Linked DNA regions of Zea mays: region 2 is linked to region 1. The links are chromatin contacts, called in public Hi-C maps. All regions are on one chromosome and are shown on one strand. Each heading gives the region's core, a stretch centred on a gene start, on an enhancer-like site or on the middle of the called end of the contact. The rest is flanking DNA. Distances are from core to core; before and after follow the strand shown. Region 1 holds the start of LOC100272517 (ATP-dependent Clp protease proteolytic subunit). Region 2 holds the start of LOC100191396 (putative RING/U-box superfamily protein).

Evidence for each region. Hi-C and Micro-C count contacts between places; a contact is called where the count stands out from the background.
Region 2: a contact with region 1 is called in a Hi-C map of ear, with 5 times the contacts expected there. The contact joins the promoter of LOC100191396 here to the promoter of LOC100272517 in region 1. A contact is called at or near these places in 12 of 25 Hi-C or Micro-C datasets (bundle sheath, ear, leaf and 4 more) and 1 of 3 datasets of contacts at active chromatin or transcription factors (leaf).

What each region holds. Positions count from the first base shown.
Region 1 is chr1:107,804,109-107,811,164 of Zm-B73-REFERENCE-NAM-5.0, forward strand. LOC100272517 (ATP-dependent Clp protease proteolytic subunit) reads right to left here and starts at 3,302. Exons shown (of 2, transcript NM_001146986.1): 1 at 2,806-3,302. The coding sequence starts at 3,191.
Region 2 is chr1:108,124,512-108,131,567 of Zm-B73-REFERENCE-NAM-5.0, forward strand. It overlaps LOC100191396 (putative RING/U-box superfamily protein), which reads left to right and starts at 2,535. Exons shown (of 1, transcript NM_001136830.1): 1 at 2,535-4,577. The coding sequence starts at 2,974. The coding sequence ends at 4,374. LOC100277516 (plastid transcriptionally active 18) reads right to left here and starts at 5,518. Exons shown (of 1, transcript NM_001151050.1): 1 at 4,737-5,518. The coding sequence starts at 5,446. The coding sequence ends at 4,967.

The DNA of each region.
Region 1 (7,056 bases), core at 2,052-4,551:
CAGGTGACCAACTTCTCTAGTATCTTCTCATCCCATACACCTTGGCGGAAGGTGACTACAATGGAAGTCGCGGTGATGTGTGGGATGGTGTTACTAACTCGACAGAAGCACTGCACTGCACAAATGTGCCCTCAAAGATGGACATGAAATGTCAACAGAGCTCACCCCAAGACCAGATGGAGGCCTCGAGGAGATTCATGAGCTAAGACCAAGCACTACGGGTCAAGGCCACATGAAAGTAGTTTGGCACCACCTCTTCATCTCCCACGGTAGCGAGGATGGTGGTGGTGAGATTTGGAGGAACTCGGTGGGCTTGATGGTCCCATTGTACTTCTCAAGGAGGTGAGGGCAAAACTTCTGCGGACACATTATATAGAGCTGACGTGAGTGCCAAGCACCCGGCCCCGACGGGATGAATCGGTTGAGCAGCCTATCCAGCAGGTGGAGGCTGCTCTTGAGGACGTGGCATGAACCCAACCCTCTTGTCAGGACGGTGTTCGCATGAGCGCTGGTCGGCGACCCGCATTCCGCGCGCCATGCTGTAGTTGTGGAATTTGCACAAGAGGTGGAGCCATGTGTCGCAGCTCTGGAGCCTAGGGCACAACCCCCAGAACTGGGTCCTATGGAGCCACAAATGGTGCACGAGAGCGTGGATTGCGCGTCGTGCCCGGGCACAGACCTCTCAAAATGAGCTTGCATGGGTGAGATGACATGTGGTGGGCCTGGGCCACGACTACGAACCTTGCTACGTCTTGTCGTCATTGTTATGTAGCCGCTTCCTCGACGTCAAACACCGGCAGGTTGAATAGGCCTTAAGAGATAGAAGATGGAAAAATGATATGGATGAAGAGTATAATGGCCTGATGAGGAATAAAATGTGGCATCTAGTACCTGCAATGAGAAATAAATATATTGTTGATTGTAAGTGGGTATATAAAATTAAGAAAAAGTTTGATGGAACTATAGACAGGTATAAAGCCCGTCTCGTTGCAAAAGGGGTTAAACATATATATGGTATTGACTATGAAGACACTTTTAGCCCAGTGGTAAAACCAACTACTATTAGAATTGTTTTGTTTGTTGCTATCTCTAGGGGATGGTGTCTTCGGCAATTGGATGTGCAGAATGTGTTTCTTCATGGCGTTCTGGAGGAAGAAGTATACATGAGGCAACCTCCTGGGCATGAAAACAATCTTCTCAATATGTATGCAAGCTTGATAAGGCCTTGTATGGTCTAAAACAGGCTCCCAAGGCCTGGTATTCTAGATTGAGCACAAAATTAAAAGAACTAGGCTTCAGTCCTTCAAAGGCTGATACATTTATTTTCTTCTACAATAAGAATGGAACCATGATTTTTTTATTAGTATATGTTGATGAAATCATAGTAGCAAGCTCCTCATTAGAAGCTACACAAGTTCTACTCAATCTCAGATCAGATTTTGCGTTAAAGGACTTAGGAGAGTTAACTATGTCCTTGGGATAGAAGTAAAGAAAAGTGAGGCTGATATATTTATGTCACAAGAAAAGTATGCTCAAGATATCATAAAATGGGATGGTATGATGCAGTGCAAGGCACATAATACTCCTTTAGCGGTTTCTGAAAAAATGTCTATTGAATCTGGTATACCATTAGGTACAGAAGATGCTACTCATTTTAGAAGTAATGTGAGGGCGCTACATTATTTAAGTTTGACACTGTCAGACCTGTCTTTTCCAGTAAACAAAGTTTGTCAATTTCTTCATGCCCCTAGTACTGAACATTGGACAGCAGTAAAAAGGATACTCAGGTATGTCAGAGGTACTGCAGGTTATGGATTAAAATTACACAAGTCGCAGCCTATGCTCGTTAGTGTTTTCTCTGATGCGGACTGAGCAGGATCGGTTGATGATCGCTGGTCTACTAGTGGTTTCTGTATATTTTTGGGCGCTAACTTAGTTTCCTGGAGTGCCAGAAAACAGGATACAGTATCAAGGTCAAGCACCGAGACAGAATATAAGGCTACGGCAAATGCTAGTGCAGAGATTATTCGGATACGAACTCTACTCAAAGAGTTGCAGTTAAGCGCTCCAAAGACAGCAAGGTTGTTGACAATCTTGGTGCTACTTATTTGTCTGCAAATCCAGTGTTCCATGCTAGAACAAAACATATAGAAGTTAATTGTCACTTTGTGCGAGAAAGAGTTGCACATAAGTTGCTTGATGTTCAAATAGTATCGACCCATGATCAACTAGCACATGGTTTCACCAAAGCACTGTCGTCCACCTAGGGTTGACAATGGGCTCTAAATTTTACACTATAAAATGTAAGGATCGGATCGAATTAGGATTGTGCTCTATTTCTATTCATTTTGAACTAAAAATAATTTAGGGCCCTAACAAATTGTGAAAAAACATTTGGATCGCGGCCCATTACCACCCCTATGTCCACCATGCTTCAGGAATTTTGTCGCAATCTTAACTAGGGAAGTTATGATTGAGGAGGAGTGTTAAATGTAATCTCTTCGGTGTACTTATCCATGGTTGGTTCGGTTGAGATTACATTTAACAATTTAGTGCTGCAAATTGCAATGCTGCACCAAAAACAGTGATGACTGCAGACATCGTAAGAATATGTCGATCTTGACAGGGATATGGGTTTGTAATCAGTCCCCAACATACTAACAGAAGTTGTCAATCTATTGGGCCTCTATATACATGAAGCAGGCACACAAATTAAGAGTAGTCCATGGTGATGAATGAATGGATTAGAGATAATGAGGATTGAAACGGAAGTCTGTAATTAGGGAAAGAATACAAGACCTTTACCTAAGGGATCCCCCTGGTGAGTTGACGAAGAGGCGGATGTCAGAGTCCGGGTCGATGGCGTCAAGGAGGAGGAGCTGGCTGACGACGGCGTCCGCGAGGAAGTCCTCGATCTCGTTGCCGAGGAAGACTATGCGCTCCCGGAGGAGGAGGCCCATGACATCGCCGGCGCCGGCACCACCCCCCGCGGCATCCGACTCCGCGCGCCACAGAGGAGCTTGTGGTGCCAGTGAGGCGCAAGGCTTGAGGCTGACGAGTGCCCCTTGCTGCGGTCGCTGCGAGGGGGCCCAAGCGCAAGCGCGAGCGCATGGCCGCCTGACGCGCAGAGCAGCAGCCGCTGCCGCCGCCACGGAGAAGGACGCGATGGCACTTGCACTCCCGGTCGCCATATCAGACCGAGGTGGACTGCTCTGGTGGCGGCGGCAACTGCAGCGGCGGCGCTCCCCACTAGAACGAAGTGAACAGAGCAGAGAGGAGAAGAAATGGATAACACACAGCACACACTCTTTGTTTTCCCTTGCAGTTGACACCTGGACGGTGCGACTTAGGCTCTGCTTGGTTCCATAGGACTAATCTTTAGTCCCTACTTTTTAGTTCTTTTTAGTCTCTAATTCCTCAAACACAAGAACTAATAAAGGGTCTAAACTAGTTTAGTCTCTAGTCCCTCCAAGGGCTCCTAAACGGGACTAAACAGCAAAATTTCCTCTCCCGGCTCTCGAGCTGCATCGGCAAAAAAACCCTAGCCGCCACAGCCCGCGCGCGCTCCCTTCACGCCGCCACAACCCGTCACCACGCGTGCTGCCTTCACCGCGCGCTCCCCTCTTCACGGCGGAGAAGGCCGCGGAGGCGCGTGTCGTCGTTGTCCCCGTGGTGGAGGCGCGTGTCGTCGTCGTCCCGTCGGTGTCGTCGTCCCCGTGGTGGAAACCCTTCTTCGGCAATGATTTTGTTCTCCATTCATGGGATGATCCACGGGACATCGCGCTCCGTCATATCACCTTTTCGGCGCCGTCGGGTTCGTGGACATCGCGCTCGAGAGCTTCTCCCCATCCGGCCACCGCCAACTTGCTCCCCAGCCGCTTGCTCCCCATCTGACCACCAGCCGCTCGCTCCTTCTTCTCCGTCATCGGTCGCAAGATGGAGAACCACCACAACTTCAGGGACTTCTTATCCCAAGGTTGCTCTTCATCGACGTCCAAGAACCGCACTGGTCATGAAGCTCCCGAGGACGACGACTTCGACACCTTCTCGCAGTCGTCGTTTGCTCTGCCACCGCGCATCAACGTTCCAGCACCTCGCAGCCGCATTGAAGCTCTTGATCTGAACTCCTAGTCCCAGGGTACCGATTTTCCATATCTCTCATCCTACCAAGATGTTCTCCAGTCAGGTGATGGTGGATCCGACCTAGGTTTGCCTCCTCTTGGTCGTGGTAGATCAGCGCGCACACTATTTCAATCCACCAGATCCATTTCAGCTCCTATTTCTCATGCCCGAGGTGCAATTCGAGGTTACCGTGGAGTTAGGGGGAGAGGCACTAGTAGTCATGGTGGAGGTCGATCTGCTATTTATGCACCTATTGACCCTGTCCTCATTGAAGATTTTGGAGATGAACCAACCAATGAAATGGATTCTCGAGCTCCAGTGGTAAGAAAAATTTTCATGTCTTCATTACAATGTTTTACTGTGTTTGCTATAATGAATTGTATGTGCCTCAAGTGGTGATTAAACAAGATCTGTATGTACCATCATCTATTGTCCAGTGCATCAATGAATTCAGTTGGCCACTTATATTATTTTATTTTAAGCATCAATGAATTTAGTTTCTGTTTTTATTTGATGAATCAGATATCTTCTTAACTAAATCATGTTAATGTATACATTTCTAAATTCATCATCTGTTAGTTCATCACACATGAGTTAATCTATGCATTTGTAAATCTATGCATACCATTGCCATAATGATTGTTTTTAACTTTTGTTCATATTCCGTGGTTGTTACTGTGGGGGACAGATATCCCCCGGGTCCACTAGAAGGCTGGAAGGCCCGCGAAAGACTCTGGGCCCATTATTTCGCAAGGCCACCCCTTCGTGGGCCAGGGGAGGAATCACTGGCAGAATGGATCGGCGCAAGATTGGATCAACTCGAGCCCAGGCGGCTCAATGGATTTAAACGTTATCCACAGCATTGATCCGATTCTCCCGCGCAGCACCCTCAGACGTCGAAACTGAACGAGGATAAGTCGGCAGGATAATAGGGAGATAAGTTCAGTCGGTTCACTATTACTTAGGAGCACATAGTTATCATACCCGCATGTAACGCCCCATGGTCGAGTATATAAGGCCTAGAGGGCACCCCATCAAAGAATAGGTCACTCATTAGCCATCTACTCAATTCTCTAGCATCCCTCATACTAGAGAATCCCCCTGTAACCCACCACATAAAGATCCACACTAGGAAGTAGGGTATTACGCCTCTCTAAGCGGCCCGAACCTATAGAAAATTGTCTACTGTCTCTCATGCGCTCAGCACAAACCATCGAGCTACAATCGGTTACACCGTCCTACCCAAAAACACCGGCAGCTGGCGCGCCAGGTAGGGGGTGTGTCACTGATCCAAGTTAGCTCAATGGCCATCACTCTTCAGCACAAGATTGCTCTTCGCCCCGGATCTGTGTTCTGCTTCGGAACCATCTCGTTCGTGGCAGACGAAGAAGGGACTCTACATCGTATAGCGGATCCGCCGGAGAAAAAGCCTTCCTTGAAAATCCCCGAGAAAGCCGGAACGAAGAAGGAAATAGCGCAACCTCCAGCGCTCCGAGCGAAGACTGCCTCCTGCGAACCAAGAGCAGAGAGTTCATTCACCCGGAGAACCTCGTTGTCCACCTCATCCACGGAAAAATGGACACAGATTACAAGGAAAAAAAGAAACAAAGACCCGTCAAGCTGCCCTTCTGGTACCTCCGCCCTCAAAGGAGAACAGAAAGAAGCTTGTCGTCACGACAACTCCATTCTACCCCAACGTCCTCTTCATCGGGGGGAGAGTGGAATCGTCCCCCATCTCCGACGACGAACCAAATGTGTCTGGGGAAGAACCACCTCAGCGGGAAGCTCGCTGACGAAGGAACCGACGCCGTAACGTCCGGCGACATCATGAAGCCGGAGAACGAGATCCGGCGCAGCCTATATCGCGAGACGAGATCTCGGAGGTGGGAGAAACTCTAGATGAACGAGTCTTCAGGGAAAGGAGGAACTCCCACCAACGTGATCGTCGGTAAGCTCAAGAGCAAGCCGAGCAGGAAGCGAGACAGCATCGAGAGAACCCTCTCTTCGGATGAAACATGAACCCCGACTTCGCCCGAGCCATGAACACACCAAGCGAGGTCGGTGGAGTATTGGCTTGGATAGCCGATGGCCTCCCCCGGACTCCAGATGCCGAGGGCTATCGGCGGCTGCTCACTCGGGCAGCTAATCATCTCCTGCCTCTCGCTCATCCTCCGAGCGATCTACGACACACCATCAATAGTCGACGGGACGCACGGAGCTGCATCAATGCTTCGCGCAAACGACGACACGAAAACGAGATCCGGCGTCGAGAGGAGTATGACCGGGATCATGGCATCCCTGCACGAAGTCAGGCCACCAGGGTTGAGTCGGCAACGGCTTCGACTGGCGGCACGACCCGGGGACGGTCGAGGCAGCACATTGGTAACTCCCCTCCCCGGGACTGACACCACAATCGTCGATAGGAGGACACATGTGGAGTATCAGCACTCACTCCGCGTCTTAGGGCCATTCAGTGGCCCCCTATCTTCAAAGTCTCCAACGTCGACAAGTACGAGCCTAAGCAGGACCTGGGAGGCTGGTTGGCTGTCTATACCACCGCTACCCGGGCCGCTGGGGCAACTGAAGATGTGATGACTGCGTACTTGCCCATCGTCCTCGGGCAAGATGCGCTGCAATGGCTACGACACCTACCCCAACACTGCATCGACGACTGGGGCGACTTCAGTCGGCATTTTATCGCCAACTTCCAATCTCTCTCTAACAAGCCGGTGCAGCCATGGGACCTCAAATCCATTAGGCACCGAGGAGATGAGACTCTTCGGTCATACCTCAAAAGATTTCAGACCATGAGAAATCGTATTCCTGGAGTTGCAGAAGCTGCAGTGATCGAGGACTTCTACCGAGGATCTAATGACTCGGCCTTCGTCTGGGCCATACTACAAAAAGCGTCGACCACCTCCGAACAGCTGTTCA
Region 2 (7,056 bases), core at 1,285-3,784, 320 kb after region 1:
TCGGGCTCAGCCTCGGAAGACGACGAACTCCGCTTCGCCCGACCCCAGGGCTCGGACTCAGCCCTGGCCTCAGCCGACGGTCTCCGCCTCGCCCGACCCAGGGGCTCGGACTCGACCTCGGCCTTGGAAGACAGACTCGACCTCGACCTCGGAGGAGCCTCCACCTCGCCCAACCTAGGGCTCGGACCGACCACGTCACAGGAGGCGCCATCATTACCCTACCTCAAGCTGACTCAGGCTACGGGGAACAAGACCGGCGTCCCATCTGGCTCGCTCCGCTAAACAAGTAATGATGGCGCCCCGCATGCTCCATGACGACGGCGGCTCTTAGCCCCCTTACGGAAGCAAGAGGACGTCAGCGAGGACCCGACAGCCCCGACAGCTGTTCTTCCGCCAGGCTCTAGCGCTCCTCCGACAGCCACGACACCACACGAACCGGGTGCCAAAACCTCTCCGGCTGCCACGACGGCATGTACTTAGGGCACTAGCTCTCCTCCGCTAGACACGTTAGCACACTGTTACACCCCCCATTGTACACCTGGATCCTTTCCTTACGCCTATAAAAGGAGGGTCCAGGGCCCTCTTACAGAGGGTTGGCCGCGCGGAGAAGGACGGGACGGCGCTCGCGCAGGGCCGCTCGCTCCCTCCCGCGTGGACGCTTGTAACCCCCTACTGCAAGCGCACCCGACTTGGGCGCGGGACAAACACGAAGGCCGCGGGTTTCACCTCTCACGCCTGTCTCCCTCCGGCTTCTCTTCCCCCCTTCGCGCTCCGTCTCGCGCCGACACATCTGGGCTGGGGCACGCGGCGACAATTTACTCGTCGGTCCATGGACCCCCCGGGTTTGAAACGCCGACAGGACCGGAGGCATGTTCTTCGTCAGGTCTGGCCAAACTTTAGCTTGGTAGGGTTGACTCTTTGGGTTTAGGAGGGGGTCCCATGAGTTTTCTGAACTAGTGGTGTGGACTTCGCCCACTTGATCGGTGGAGATGGCTAGTTGTTTTTGTTTTGTGACGTGGCCCTCGCCCTACGGATCAGTGGTGGCCTTCGGGTTATGTGGTGGGGAATGCTTAGTGACAAGGGCAAGCTTGCCCTTGTTGGCAGCGAGGGCTACCTTGGTCTCGTCGTCGTTCGGTGGTGAGCTAGGACATGTGTTCTTTTCGTGAGGCAATATGGGAGTAGTCTTCATCGCATAAACGATGTGAGCCAAATGTTGGGCACTGACACGCGCTGGCGCACTATCAGGTGGACCCAAACACTTAGAGACAGTGGGAGAGAGCTCAGGTGCACGATAAGGCAAACAACATACAACAGTAACTTCTCGTTATGCGTGCCCATCTCGCTACATGATGGGGGTATTTATAGGGCCGTACAGGGTAGGTGGTCCAAAGTACGCCACTGCCCCTAGTTAACGGTCGTTTTTTACAACACGGACTATACAACGGGGTAATTACAGTCCCGCAGCCCCCTCTGGTTATGTGCACTTGCAAATGTACCCGCTAATTACATTGACAAATGGGCCCCACCCGTTGTCACTACGGGCCCGCGACTTGGACAAGCAAGTCTACCACGCTCGTAGCCTTCACCCGGAGGAGCCTTCACGTCTTTCGCCAGTTTTTGTTACGACTGCGCCTTGGCGAAGGCTTCTTGTTTCCAAACGTCTCGTTCCTCAAGATGGGTCGAGGACTCCCACGCCCGCTAGCCGATGACCGATGTCGTTGAAGTCTCTAATCACCTGCAGCGTTACAGTTAGTCAACGGTTAGTGTTGACTTCGCTTTGGTGACCGAGGGCCAGGTCAGCCTTTATCCCAACACATCCCTAGACACAAAACAACTTATATAGGTCGACATATTAAATGGACTTTTCTTTTATTGGGTCGTGCCTTTAATGAGACGTGTCACCTGGTGTGCTTTAACAGATTTAGTTACAGGGGCTATGTCTTAGACTAGCTCCAACAAGGAGCTAAAGGGTCCTGTACCCTAAATTTAGAGGATGAGGACGTCCTCTACTCCCTCTAGCAGCGTCCTCTAAACGGTCCTATAAATTTAGAGGACGCTGCTGGATCCTCTATATATAGAGTTTCTCTAAACGGTTCTCTATTTATTTGAATATTTTAAACAACCGGTTTAGTAAAACTAAAATATGTACAATACATTTGAGAGTACGATAAATACATATGTATAAAAATTAAAAATTAAAAAATGTTTTTAATATAGGTATTTACATATAGATGACGTAATTTAGAAGATGTTGTTGGAGAGGAAGTAGATATAGGAGATAGAATCTTTTAAAAAAAATTATAAATAATGGATATAGAGGATATATGTAGAGGACATTGCTGGAGACAGTATTATACCGTATATTAGGATTGATGGTCGGCCAATACCTAACTCATATATCGTGGCGTACCTGGCCTAGCTTGCCGCCAGCTTCGGGCCTTGTCGTGCTCGGACTTTTAGCGCGGCCCAGAAGTCACGCCTATAGAAACAGCCGGCCTCGAGCGGTCGCCTCCCTGCCTCGTCCGGTCCTCTCGGCTCTCGGTGTGGGAAGGGAACCAAACCGAGACGGAGGCGGAGTACGACGCCTGCCTTCCCTCTTCCGCCGAGCGCCCGCTGCGTCATTCTCGTCCCTCCTCTTCATCTTCATCGGCCAACCGATTGCCGCTGACCCCGGCCATCGGCGACTGTCCCCCGGTTCGTACCTTCTCCTCCTTGATCCCCTTTTCTTTTATTGCTCCTCGATTCCAAAAATCTAATTTAGTACCCCCAATCTCCGAACCCTAATCCCCCGCATCCCTCCTCCTCGATCACCACGTAAGCAGGCAGATGGATGGAGGATACGTATACGCGCAGATTACACCACAACATAATTTCCTTTTTAGGCTTAGATGTTTCGTGTTCACCTCAGCTCAGCTCTAACGAATCTTGTTTCTCTTCCCTAGGTTTTTCTTTAACGATTTCCGATTCGATTCCATGGCCGGCTGGACCGATTCCACCGGCAGCGGCGGCCGAGGATCAGGAGGAAGAGGCTTCACGACACCCCGCTATACTACTAATTCCACCAATGACATGATCCATGGAGGTACCAGCGGCGGAGGCGGAGGTAGCGGCAGGTGGAGAGGAGGCAGGTCAAGGGGGTGGCCGCCCCCGCAGCCTCACCATCGCTACCGCCGTGTGGATGCCGTTCATCGTGACTCCGCGCCTGTCTCTCTATCGGAGCTACAGGCGGCCTCCTCCACATCCAGCCGCCACCGGTACCTTACTCGTTCCATCTCAGCGGACAAGTCTTCCGCCTCGGGAACCGCGGGTTCAACAGATACCAGGGAGCCTGACGACAAGGCTAACCGCAGCGCTGCCAACTTTGAGTGCAACGTCTGCTTTGACATGGCCGCTGAACCTGTGGTCACCAGGTGCGGCCATCTCTTCTGCTGGGAGTGCCTCTATCAGTGGCTCCATGTCCATTCTCACCACCGTGAGTGCCCTGTCTGCAAGGGTCAGGTAGCTGATGATGCTATCATACCCATCTATGGGCGTGGTGGATCCGCAGCCTCTGTGGACAACGCTCCCCCAAGGCCCACTGGAGCCAGAGTAGAGAGCACAAGGCAGCAACAACAACAGCTGCCAATTTTCCATCCTCCCAATGTTTTTGAATTCATAGGCCTTGGCTTGGCCGCTGCAGCCAGAGGAGAGCACTCCACCGAGCAGCTGCTGCTGCCAACTTTCTCCCACCCCACGGTGTTTGATGATGACGACGGGCATGAATGGGACATGGATCTTGTGAACAACGGCATTGATCCTTTGGACCTCATAACTCCCGGCACCCAAGACTTGGACATGGATGATTATGATGGCACTATTGATTTCGATGATGATGATTATGAATATGACTACCATTTGGCGGGTGCTACGTTGTTTGCTTCTGCTGGGACTGAGGCCAGCAATCCCAGCTCTTCACAAGCACATGCTGGTATGATCAATATTAGGGACAACATTCTTGGCACTGCCACCAGCATCTATCATCAGCAAGAGTTTGGCTACTCTGGCGTGAGACCTCATAATAACAGGGGACGGCGCCGGCACCGTAATCGCGCAAGGGCATCAGCAAATCACTCAGGCGCTGATGAAATGGTGATCGAGGATACCAGTCATTTCTACCTTCAGAACGGTGGCAGTTCTAACATTAGTGCAGGCGCTGCTTTTCGGCCCAACGGTGGCTGGACTGGGAGAAGAGGAAGAAGCAACCTGAACTCGAATTCAGGTGGTGGAAGCAACCTGAACTCAAACTCAGGTGGTGGAAGCAACATGAACTCGAATTCAGGTGGTGGAAGAGGAGGGATTCAGGGTACCAGAAGACAGAGGACAAATTACAACTGATAGTGATGTTGGGACATGCTTCGAAATAGGAGCGATAACTGATGAGATAAACAAACTTAATCCTTTGTCTTCCATTTTTTTTCTTTGTTTCTCTCGTATTATTAATCCTTTTGTAGCCTGTGGCTATTGGCACCTTGTCAAACATCTTCTCTCCGTTTCCCCTGAATTGTTATGCCTGGTTAATGTTACTTATTTTTAGTACCATCATCCACAAAGTATCTGTTAAATATAGTATTCTGGTTAAGTTGCTGAACTCCGCGGGTGCAGGCAAAAAAATTGATGCTGGCGGCAGTGCTGAAACTGTCTAAGCAATTGTATCAAGAAGCATGAGTATTCAAATATTTGTAGTATGCTATAATGTTGGAATTAAGAAACAGTTTATTTCTCTTGCACGCGTATCATAGCCAATTTAGAAGTTTGGAGGAACTAATAAGTTATATAATAAAATTCGCAAACATTGGAATGATTGGTTTATTTCGGTGCCTGACTACGCCACACCAATACATTACAGAGGAACATTACAACGCATGCATTGCCGGTAGATGGATACTCTAGGGTCTAGGCAAAGCTGCTTGAAATGCAGATGTACTAACTAGTTGTCGTCTCCGTAGGCGAGAAACCGGTAGCGCTCCTCGTACGGGCCGTCGAAGTAGAGGTCGGCCTCGAACCAGCGCGGGTACCTGACCAGATCCCCGGCCACGAAGTGCATGTAGTCGTCGCCGTGGACAGCGCCGGCGGGGATGACCTTCACCTCCCCGGACACGATGTACACGAGCTGGTCGACCTGCCAGTCCCACGGCATCCGGCACCGGCCACCCGTGCGCCACGACGACCACGTCTCCATGACCCGCAGCGCCTCCATCCGTGCCCGCGCCACCTCGCCTCGCTCCACGCGCACCTTGTACACGTCCTCCATGGGACGCCCCAGCAGCGCGCCGCCACCGCCTGCTGCCGCCGCCGCTCGTATCCTTACACCTCTTCGGCTACTGATGCTAGGAAGACTAGGAGGCAGCCTGTGCGCCGCGGGGAGCACGAGATGGAACCCGCCGGTACTGGCGGCGGCGGGCCTCATCGCGGGTACCCTATCCGTCTCCTATCCTTTCCTCTTCGGCTTGGGCTTTGGGTTGGGTTTGGCCTCCGTCCCTGTCCTGTCTGTTTCCCGAGTAGAGAACAAGAAATACGTAGGCCACCGGCGGCCCTGCTTGTCAGTGAAGTATTTTCTCTTTTTTTATAGAATATTATAGTATTGAAGATACTGTAGTATTTTTTTCTTATACAGTGTTTGGTAGTTTTTTTAAAAAAACTCTGTTTTCAAAACTGTAGTTTTGACTAAAATGCAGTACTTTCACAATTTTGTAAATATAGCTTCTGACCAAAGATTTTAATGCTACGGTAAAAAATTGTGGGTATGTATTGGCATTTTAAAACTATTGTATTACAAAACTGTAGTTTTCAAATACTTTATTCCCAAACATGGCCTTATCCTCTATTCCTCATATCCATGCTCTGCTTAGAGATGGCAACGAGACATGGTGGAGCTGACGTGAGAACTAGCCCTCTATTCCCGACCCGAACCGATTCCCCGTTCCTGCCTCGATATACTTAGGGCTTAGGGGCAGAGCTATAGCTTAGCACCAGTGTTAGCTGACACCAAGGGATTTCAAAATTTCTAGTATAAAATATTGTTTAAACATTGTGTGCTTAATGATGCTGACACCAGCGAATGTGGAGGCTGGCTTCGCCCCTGCTTAGGGGCTACTTTCGAAACTCAAAATCTTTCTTTGATTAAAAATTGCCAAACATGAACTAATTTTCTACCTTCAATCCCCTTTAATCCACTCCAAACCGAACAATGTTTAGGACCTCGGTTAGGGGTACATTTAGGGGATTGGAGGGGATTAAATCCCTTGCTATTTAAAATTGAAAAGAAGATTTAATCCCCTTTGATCCTCATGCAATCGAACAAGGCCTTAACGGGGACAAACACATCCCTATCCCAACACATCTTTGTTCCCTATTTGGGGATTGAACACTGAAGCACAAAAATCTCTTTATGATACAAACACAATTAGGGCACCAAATGCGTGATAACAACTATCGATATATCAATCATTAAGAGACAACAAAGATAAAAAAACATCATCATATATATGGTTTACTTATATATAATCTATTTATCACCTTAGGTGATAAACCAACAGCTGATCAGCTGAGTCCAAATAGACCCAACCGGTTCAACCAACCAACCAACTCGAGTGCGGTCTGGCTCAACCAACAACATGTGGGTGGTTAATGTGTTACCCGACGCGCTAAAAACCGTACCTGGAATGGCTAATTGAAACGTGCGATCGTTTGTTTGTTTTGCCCTCTAGTGGTTTTGCCATCGCGCGCTCTCCCACTCTCTTTGCGATCCTTGTCAGCGACAGAGTAGCTTTCGATGGGGATCTCGGGCGACGTGACTGAACAACGAGACTGATTCATCACGATGTGGAAGGTGAGTAATGTGATAGTTTAGGGTTTTGTTGATGGGTTTTTGACGGCAGATGTGGAGGCGCCCTGTGCAATGTGCCGAATCGAAGTAAGCGGTCGAGTCTGTCGGTGGCGGGGATGAGTGGGGTAAGGTAGGTATGTGGGGAAATGCACTGGTGTGCTGGGGTTTTTGTTGTAGCTTAGGGTTTTTGT